Linked DNA regions of Anas platyrhynchos: region 1 is linked to region 2. A link is a contact called in public Hi-C data. All regions are on one chromosome and are shown on one strand. Each heading gives the region's core, a stretch centred on a gene start, on an enhancer-like site or on the middle of the called end of the contact. The rest is flanking DNA. Distances are from core to core; before and after follow the strand shown.

Region 1 (3,456 bases), core at 185-2,684, 41 kb after region 2:
TTCCCTGTCCTGCAACTCAGAATACTTTGAATCCCTGGCAGTTTTTAAACACACTAGCAGGGTAACAGCACTCCAGAGCTCTTCAGTGATTGCTCTTGTTAAAGTAGATGCTACAGAGAGCAAAGCTTTAGTTAAATCTGTTGAATCACTGTTGAAGCGTTCTACCTGATGTTTTTACATGTAGAATAATGTGCGTTTTTAAGAGATTTGCTTCTCCAGAAAGGAGGATTTGTTTCTACTGAGCATTACGTCTGAACTCTGACATGATCATGTAGAAGCATGATTCTGTGGATAATTACAATGACTAAATGTCCTATCTTTTTTATATTACTCTGAGTTAAAGAACTGGGACTCAGACAATGACTTACTAAGATTCACAAGCTAACACGTTTTTAAAAGTGGCCTAGATAATTGGCTGGATTGTCAGTGCTAAGAACTTACACACTGGAGTCCAGTCGGTGGGAGATACCTGACCCTTGCAAACAACAAGCTCTCTACACATTTAACAAACAAAGACTCTTACTAGTGATTACTGGTGCGATCTTGAGAGCTTCCTCACCTCTGCAGTATTTTTGAAGCGGTATTTACTGCCTCCGTGCAGCAGAACTGCACCGCCAGGTCTCGTATTCCCAGTCTCGGGTTCACCTCTAGCAAACACTCCAAAGACTTGATGGAGTTCTGGTAGGTCGTCTTGGTCAAGCCGGAGAGTTTAATAAAGTAGCTCTTTCAGAGATAGAGACAAGCCCCGAGGATTAGCGGCAGACTGGCATCTCCCCCAGGCACCTGACACGGGTTAGTAACTGCGCGCTGCCCTGAGGTGAGGTTCAATCGCTGCATTGAACATCCCTGTGCGAGGAGAGCTGTAAGCGCTCACTGCACAGAGGCAGACACCCAACGAGAAGGCCACACCCGTGAAGGCCGCGTTATTTTCAGACATTTACACCCGGAGTTTGCCTTGTTTAATGCACGCCGACGCGGCTCTTTCACGCACACAAACCCCAGGCCAAACCAAAGGCCGCCGGGCTCGGGTCGGTGCCCGGTGCCCTCCCGCTGCCCCCCCCAGCCCGTACCTTGTCCAGCGGCCTCCCGGCGGCGCGGGCCGCCAGCTCCAGGCACATCACGGCGCTGCCCGTGGCCGTCGTCTGCGCCAGCAGCCCCGGGCACCGCACCTGGGACAGCCGCAGGAACTCCTCGGCCTTCCTGCAACACACGGGGAGCGCTCCGCAACGGAACGGGCTCGGCCCTGCCGCAGCCCCCGCCCGTGCCCGTGCCCTCACCTGACGACGCGGGGCTCCCCCAGGCCCGCCCTGGCCGCCAGCCGCCTCACGGCCCCGCGCTCCATGCCCCGCTCTCCCCGCGCCGCAGCCGCAGCCGCGCCTCATTGGCCGCTCCCCACGCCAATCACCTCCCCGCGAGCCAATGGGCTCGGAGCGGAGCGCTTCCGCGGGGCGAGCCAATGGCCGAGCGGCGGGGCGGGGCGGCGCGGCGCTCACGTGACGGCGCGCGGCGCTGCGGGGCGGGGCTGGCGGGGGCGGCTCGTGGCGGCGCGGCCATGGTGAGGGGCGGCGGCGGCGGCCGGGCCCGGCCGGGGGGGAGGCGAGGCGGGAGGGGGCGGCCCGGGGGCAGGGCCGGGGCTGAGGCTGGGGCTGCGGCTGGGGCTGCGGCTCGGGAGCGCCCCCGGTGGGTGGGGGGGGCCCGGCGGCCGCCGCCCGGTGCGGGGGGGCTGAGGGGAGGGGGAGGGGAGGCCCCGGTAACGGCCGCCCCGGTGCCGGGGGAGGCAGCTCCGGGGGGGGCCTCGGGGCGAGAAACGCCTCGGCCCCGGCACGGCGCGGGGAGCTCCCGCGGGCCGCCGGGGCTCGGGGTTCCCGCGGCGCTCCGGGCACTGCGGCTGGGCCGCGCACCGAGCCCCTTGCGGGCAGGGCTTGCCCAGGGCCTGCGTCTCTGGGGCCGGTTCGCGTTTGGGGTGGGGGCTGCCGGGACGGGTCGGCGCCGGGCCTGCGGGGGCGTGTGTGCGGCGGTGCCCCCCGGCGTGTGGCTGGGGAAATGAATGGGGCCGGCTGAGCGGGCAGGGGAGCGCTGCGTCCACCCTCACTGCGGGCCCTGTCCCCCGGGTCAGTGCCCGTGGCGGCTCAGAGGCGGCCCGGCTTCCTGCTGCTTGGCCCTTCCGTGGGAAATGGCCTCAGACGTGCCTGCTCTGGGGTCCTCTTTCTGATAAGAGCTGATAGCAGGTGACTCAGGAAAAGAAAGCCCAAGCTTCCAGCTGTTAAATGTGGGTTAATCCCCTCTACCAGCCCGGGCTCCATGGCCATTTCCAGTGGCCAGGCTTCATTTAAGCCTTGAAGCAGCGTGCAAGTACCCTAAACTAGACTTGGATTTCGTAAATGTTTATTGATCGTTCCCTAAATAAAAAGCCCACAGCCCCTGGATTCTTGTTAATGTCTCCTGGCTTCCTGTGGCAGCAAATGCCAGCGTATACATGAAAAATGTTCTCTTTGGCTCACCTTCATGCTCTGTTGTGTGACTTAACAGAAGTTCTGGGGTTGCCTTCTTTATTGCAGGGTTGTGCTTCTAATATGGTACAAAATGCTTTTTTGTTAATATCGAGGCACCCCGTGATGTTTGCAGTAACGTGTTGTGTGCACTCTGGCTCCATCAGTAGGATGGTGATTGTCATGATTTTCTGTCCTCTGTCGTGGGTAACATTCATGTTAAATGTCTTGATAGTGATGGGGTGGCAGTCCTAACTGGGAGGAGGCAGAGAAACATGGGTAAGTCTTGTTCACTGAGGTACTAAACACAAGCACGTGAGTGAACAAAAGGAAAAGTCGTATATGGAATAGACTGGAAGTACATCTAAATCAAAGTGGAAGTTTGTCTAAATCCAAGTGCTTTATATCACTTGGAGAGTCGATGAAAATGCACTTCAGAGCATTCAGAAGTGAAATCTTCTGCTCTATTACGTATACTCTCTGTTCAGCTTAAGATACCCGCTTTGCCAGAATACAGACTGCTTGTGACGATCCACAAGCTTGCCTTGAATCCCATGTATTTTAATTGTAGATAATTCTGTTAGATGCAGTGATTTACTGACAGAAGTGAAATGAGCATCTTGTCAACACAGTGACCCAAAACGATAGTCATCACGAGTGCTGCAAGTCTGAAGTATAAAACAAACTATGAATGGATGCCTTCTTGGGGAGATGGGTGTTAGAAACCAAGTAAATCCTACACAGTAGGTGTAATGTTAACTGTATGTGTTCAAGAGTTATTATGAGGTTGAGCGTGGTCGAGAAGAACGCTTGCAGTATGCTTCACTAATTATCCACAAGATTGCTGCCTGGCTGATAAAGGTGTGTGCGTGGGGGTAATACCAGTTAAATTCTTCCAAGCCGGTTTGGGGCTTAAACATGATTTTATTTTTTTTTTTTTCCCCAAGGCAACTTACTGTTTGCTAGC
Region 2 (3,166 bases), core at 146-2,645:
TTTATTTCAGTATGGATCCTGGTAGATATCCTCTAGCAATTCTAACTAGCGTTTTAAGATGTTGCTTTCCCTAGCTGTTTGCCTCGTCCCCCTTCTGGAGGTTTCTACTTAAGTAGCAGTGGTGGTAATACAGCTCTAATAAGCAGTAATAACATTATATTTTTTTCCCCTTCTTTAGGCTGTCACTTTCAGAACTCACTAATACTTACAAGATGCTAAGTTTGACTGCACCAAAGCTATGTCTGATTAAATATCCTTTCCATTAGGAGGAAGGTGTTCAAATTGATCTAACACTGCAATAACATACTATGTATTTTTAGTAGATATTGTGAATTCATAATGAATAGAAAGAGTCTGTAAATTAACGTACTAAAGAATGTGTTTTTTCTGCTCTTTAGATAGGGTTGTTCACAGCTGCTAGCTGTTGAATTAGATTTGCAATCTAAGTAAAAAACATGAAAATCATTAGCTAAAAGGCAGTGGAAATGGATAAATGTGTGTATTTATTTCTCCAGGGAAGAAGAAAAAAGAAACAAACGAAAAACAAACAAAAAAGTTGCTTTCACTGAAGTTGTCTAATTTCAAGTTCAAAACACGATTCTCAAGAATCGCTTGGTATCATCATGCAGCATTCTCCAGGAAAGAGTCAGGTACCCTTTCCTCTTTTCCTTCTGCCCCTGCAAGCTGCTTGTGGTGGTTCTTAGCTTTGCAAATAGAACTTGAGCTCCATCTTAAGAAAGTTAGTTTACTGCCTTCAGTCTTCTACTGTGATTTCTATTGTGACTTAGTCTTTAATTCTGTCATCAGGATACTATTTTTAGTGCTGGACAGCACTGAAGGCCATAATATGTTGTTAAGAACAGTGATTGTTCCAGATACTGGGAGTACAAACATAGGCCAGCAATCTTCCAAGTCTCAGAGGGTTTTATTCTGTTTTGGAATGAAGAGCTTTTGAATGTTTTACTGAATATGTCCTGCTAATAAAGAAAAATCTTCAGACTGAGATCTGAGTTGCTTTATTTGGAGAATTTGTGGAACAGAATGTATGTTTGTGTGTACATGCACGTGGGAGCACTAGTAGTGATTAGCTGCATGGCTGAACTCTGTGGAGATAGGAGCTGGGACCCAGACTGAATCTGGATAACAGCAGAGAAATGTTTCATTTTATGTCACTGAATGGAAATGGAGAAGCCTAATTTAGATAAACACTAATAGCTGCATTCTCAAGGATAGTCAGTAACTGTCCTGATAGAGAAGTATCTTATGATTAATCATGAATCTAGTTGCTTGTCAATGTATTTTCTTTCATTGTTGCTCGTGCCCATTTTATGAAGCTCTGAGTGTCTCATCCAAGTATATAGCTTACATTTCTTGGCGCTGACCAGATTATGAATTTGGCAACTTCTGTGGTGTTGCTGACAACATTCACAATGCTGTCTACTGGCATGGAGTTACTTAGCAACTGTGAAGCTCACGTTTACATACAGCTCCTTTGGTGCACCTACATGTAGTTTGGGGAGGGGAAGGAAGAAGGGTTAGAAGAGTTCAGAATTTGCAAGAGGAAACATACTTTAACAATTTGTATTGTTCAGCAGTTTTGACTTTGAGACTGGTGGCACTTGTGCATAGGAAAATAAATCTTGTGAAATGCTTTGTCTTAAAATCTTTATTAGATTGGTTATACATTGCAAAGACTTCAGGGAAAAAAATGAACAGAAACCTACATCTACCATCTACGTAAATGTCAAAACCATGGCAAACAGCAGGGAATACATCCTCCTTTGAATGTCTGCATTATAAATGCATTTCTGGGAAACAAAAGTATTATTTGAACACTGGAAATCTAAGCAAGTCAGAAAAATGACAGGTATTTTAGACACGTGTGTCGTGCTTATATTAGATAATTGATTTCAGAGATTCAGTCGTTGTTTGCTGCTTGTCAATTTAATACTTTTTTGTTGATCAAGCTGTAGTATCGTAAAGGTTTTTTGACAGCTTGTACTCTTTCTGCCTGCAGTAATCCTAAAAAGCCCTGTGACTTAAAAGGCCCCTGGGAGGCTGTTAGTGTAAATAATTACATTAATCCCAATTTCTGGGATCTCAGGCATGCAGTTCTCATTATTCGCCAGTGTAAGAGCTGCAGCGGAGCTTCCTTATATAGCCAAAGGAAGGAAAGTAATTGCGGCTCATGCCTTACGTGAGGAGGAGGCAGGGATCAGAGTGACTGGGCAGGAAAGCTGGGCCTGGAAAAGAGCAGGACACAATGGGTTGGGGAAACAACACAAGTCAGGAAAAGGCAGGGCAGAAAAAGAAAGGAAGGTGTGGGTGATGGAGAGGATTTGACTGGAAATTGCATGAGATAGAGGTTAAGCTAGACAGAGCTGGAGAAGGGTAGAATGACAAGAACTAAGCATCTATGTGTTAAGGCTACTATGGCAGATACATGGAGATCTGTGGGGTATCATGGGGGAGAAGGTGGTGCATGGGTTTCAGGTCTCCAGAGATGTGAGAAGAAGAAGAGAAGTTTGGGGGAGGAGGGAGAAATGAATGGAGAGGTGCTGTAATAATAGAAGAGAGTATAATTGGTGCCGCTCAAATTTTTCTGAATTGAGCAGTTCATTTTTTTTTTACCCAAAAATTAGGTAGCATGACCAATGAATGCTCCAAAGCGTATCTTTTTTTCTATGTTGTTTGGGTTTTCTCATCTATATCCCTGGTTGCACATTTATTGGGCTTTTCTCGTGGTTGTTAGCTACTGGGAAACTGATTCAGACATGATGCGAAAGGTGCACTAATCCCCCACCAGTGGGCGTGGTGTTGGGAGCGTTCATCCCTGTTTTGCAGTATGTTTCTTCATTTTGAATTGACTCTGAAAAGAAGCTTTTCAAGAACAATCTTGAACTTAATTAATGACACTGTTCTTCAGATGAGTGTCCAACAATTCGTATCACCGAAGTTAAAATACATCTAAAATACTTATTTCTGAATTTCAAACTCAAATGTAAAGAATCCTGAAAATCTGTTTTCTGTATATATGTTCCTTACACGCACAATCTTAGTGCATGTGTACTTAATGGGCCTTATTCAGAGAAGTTGTGTTCTTTAGTTAATAGAACATTAAACTTAGAGGTTGCAGTTGCCACCTATGCTGTGTGGCTGCCTCAGA

The links. Hi-C and Micro-C count contacts between places; a contact is called where the count stands out from the background.
Region 1: a Hi-C map of F5 follicle shows a contact between it and region 2, with 1.9 times the contacts expected there. The contact joins the promoter of ORC6 here to the enhancer-like site in region 2. A contact is called at or near these places in 2 of 8 Hi-C or Micro-C datasets (F5 follicle and liver).

What each region holds. Positions count from the first base shown.
Region 1 is chr12:19,096,720-19,100,175 of IASCAAS_PekinDuck_T2T, forward strand. ORC6 (origin recognition complex subunit 6) reads right to left here and starts at 1,435. Exons shown (of 7, transcript XM_027467001.3): 1 at 1,278-1,435; 2 at 1,071-1,200; 3 at 560-723. The coding sequence starts at 1,342. VPS35 (VPS35 retromer complex component) reads left to right here and starts at 1,476. Exons shown (of 17, transcript XM_027466832.3): 1 at 1,476-1,555. The coding sequence starts at 1,553.
Region 2 is chr12:19,055,331-19,058,496 of IASCAAS_PekinDuck_T2T, forward strand. All of the region lies in intron 1 of MYLK3 (myosin light chain kinase 3), which reads left to right. Among named protein-coding and RNA genes, the nearest start is that of MYLK3, 12 kb to the left of the region's middle. Within about 2 kb of position 1,396, at least 4 of the 8 cell types and tissues checked have an H3K27ac peak or open chromatin away from gene starts, as enhancers often do. A contact at or near this core is called in F5 follicle, where this site is marked.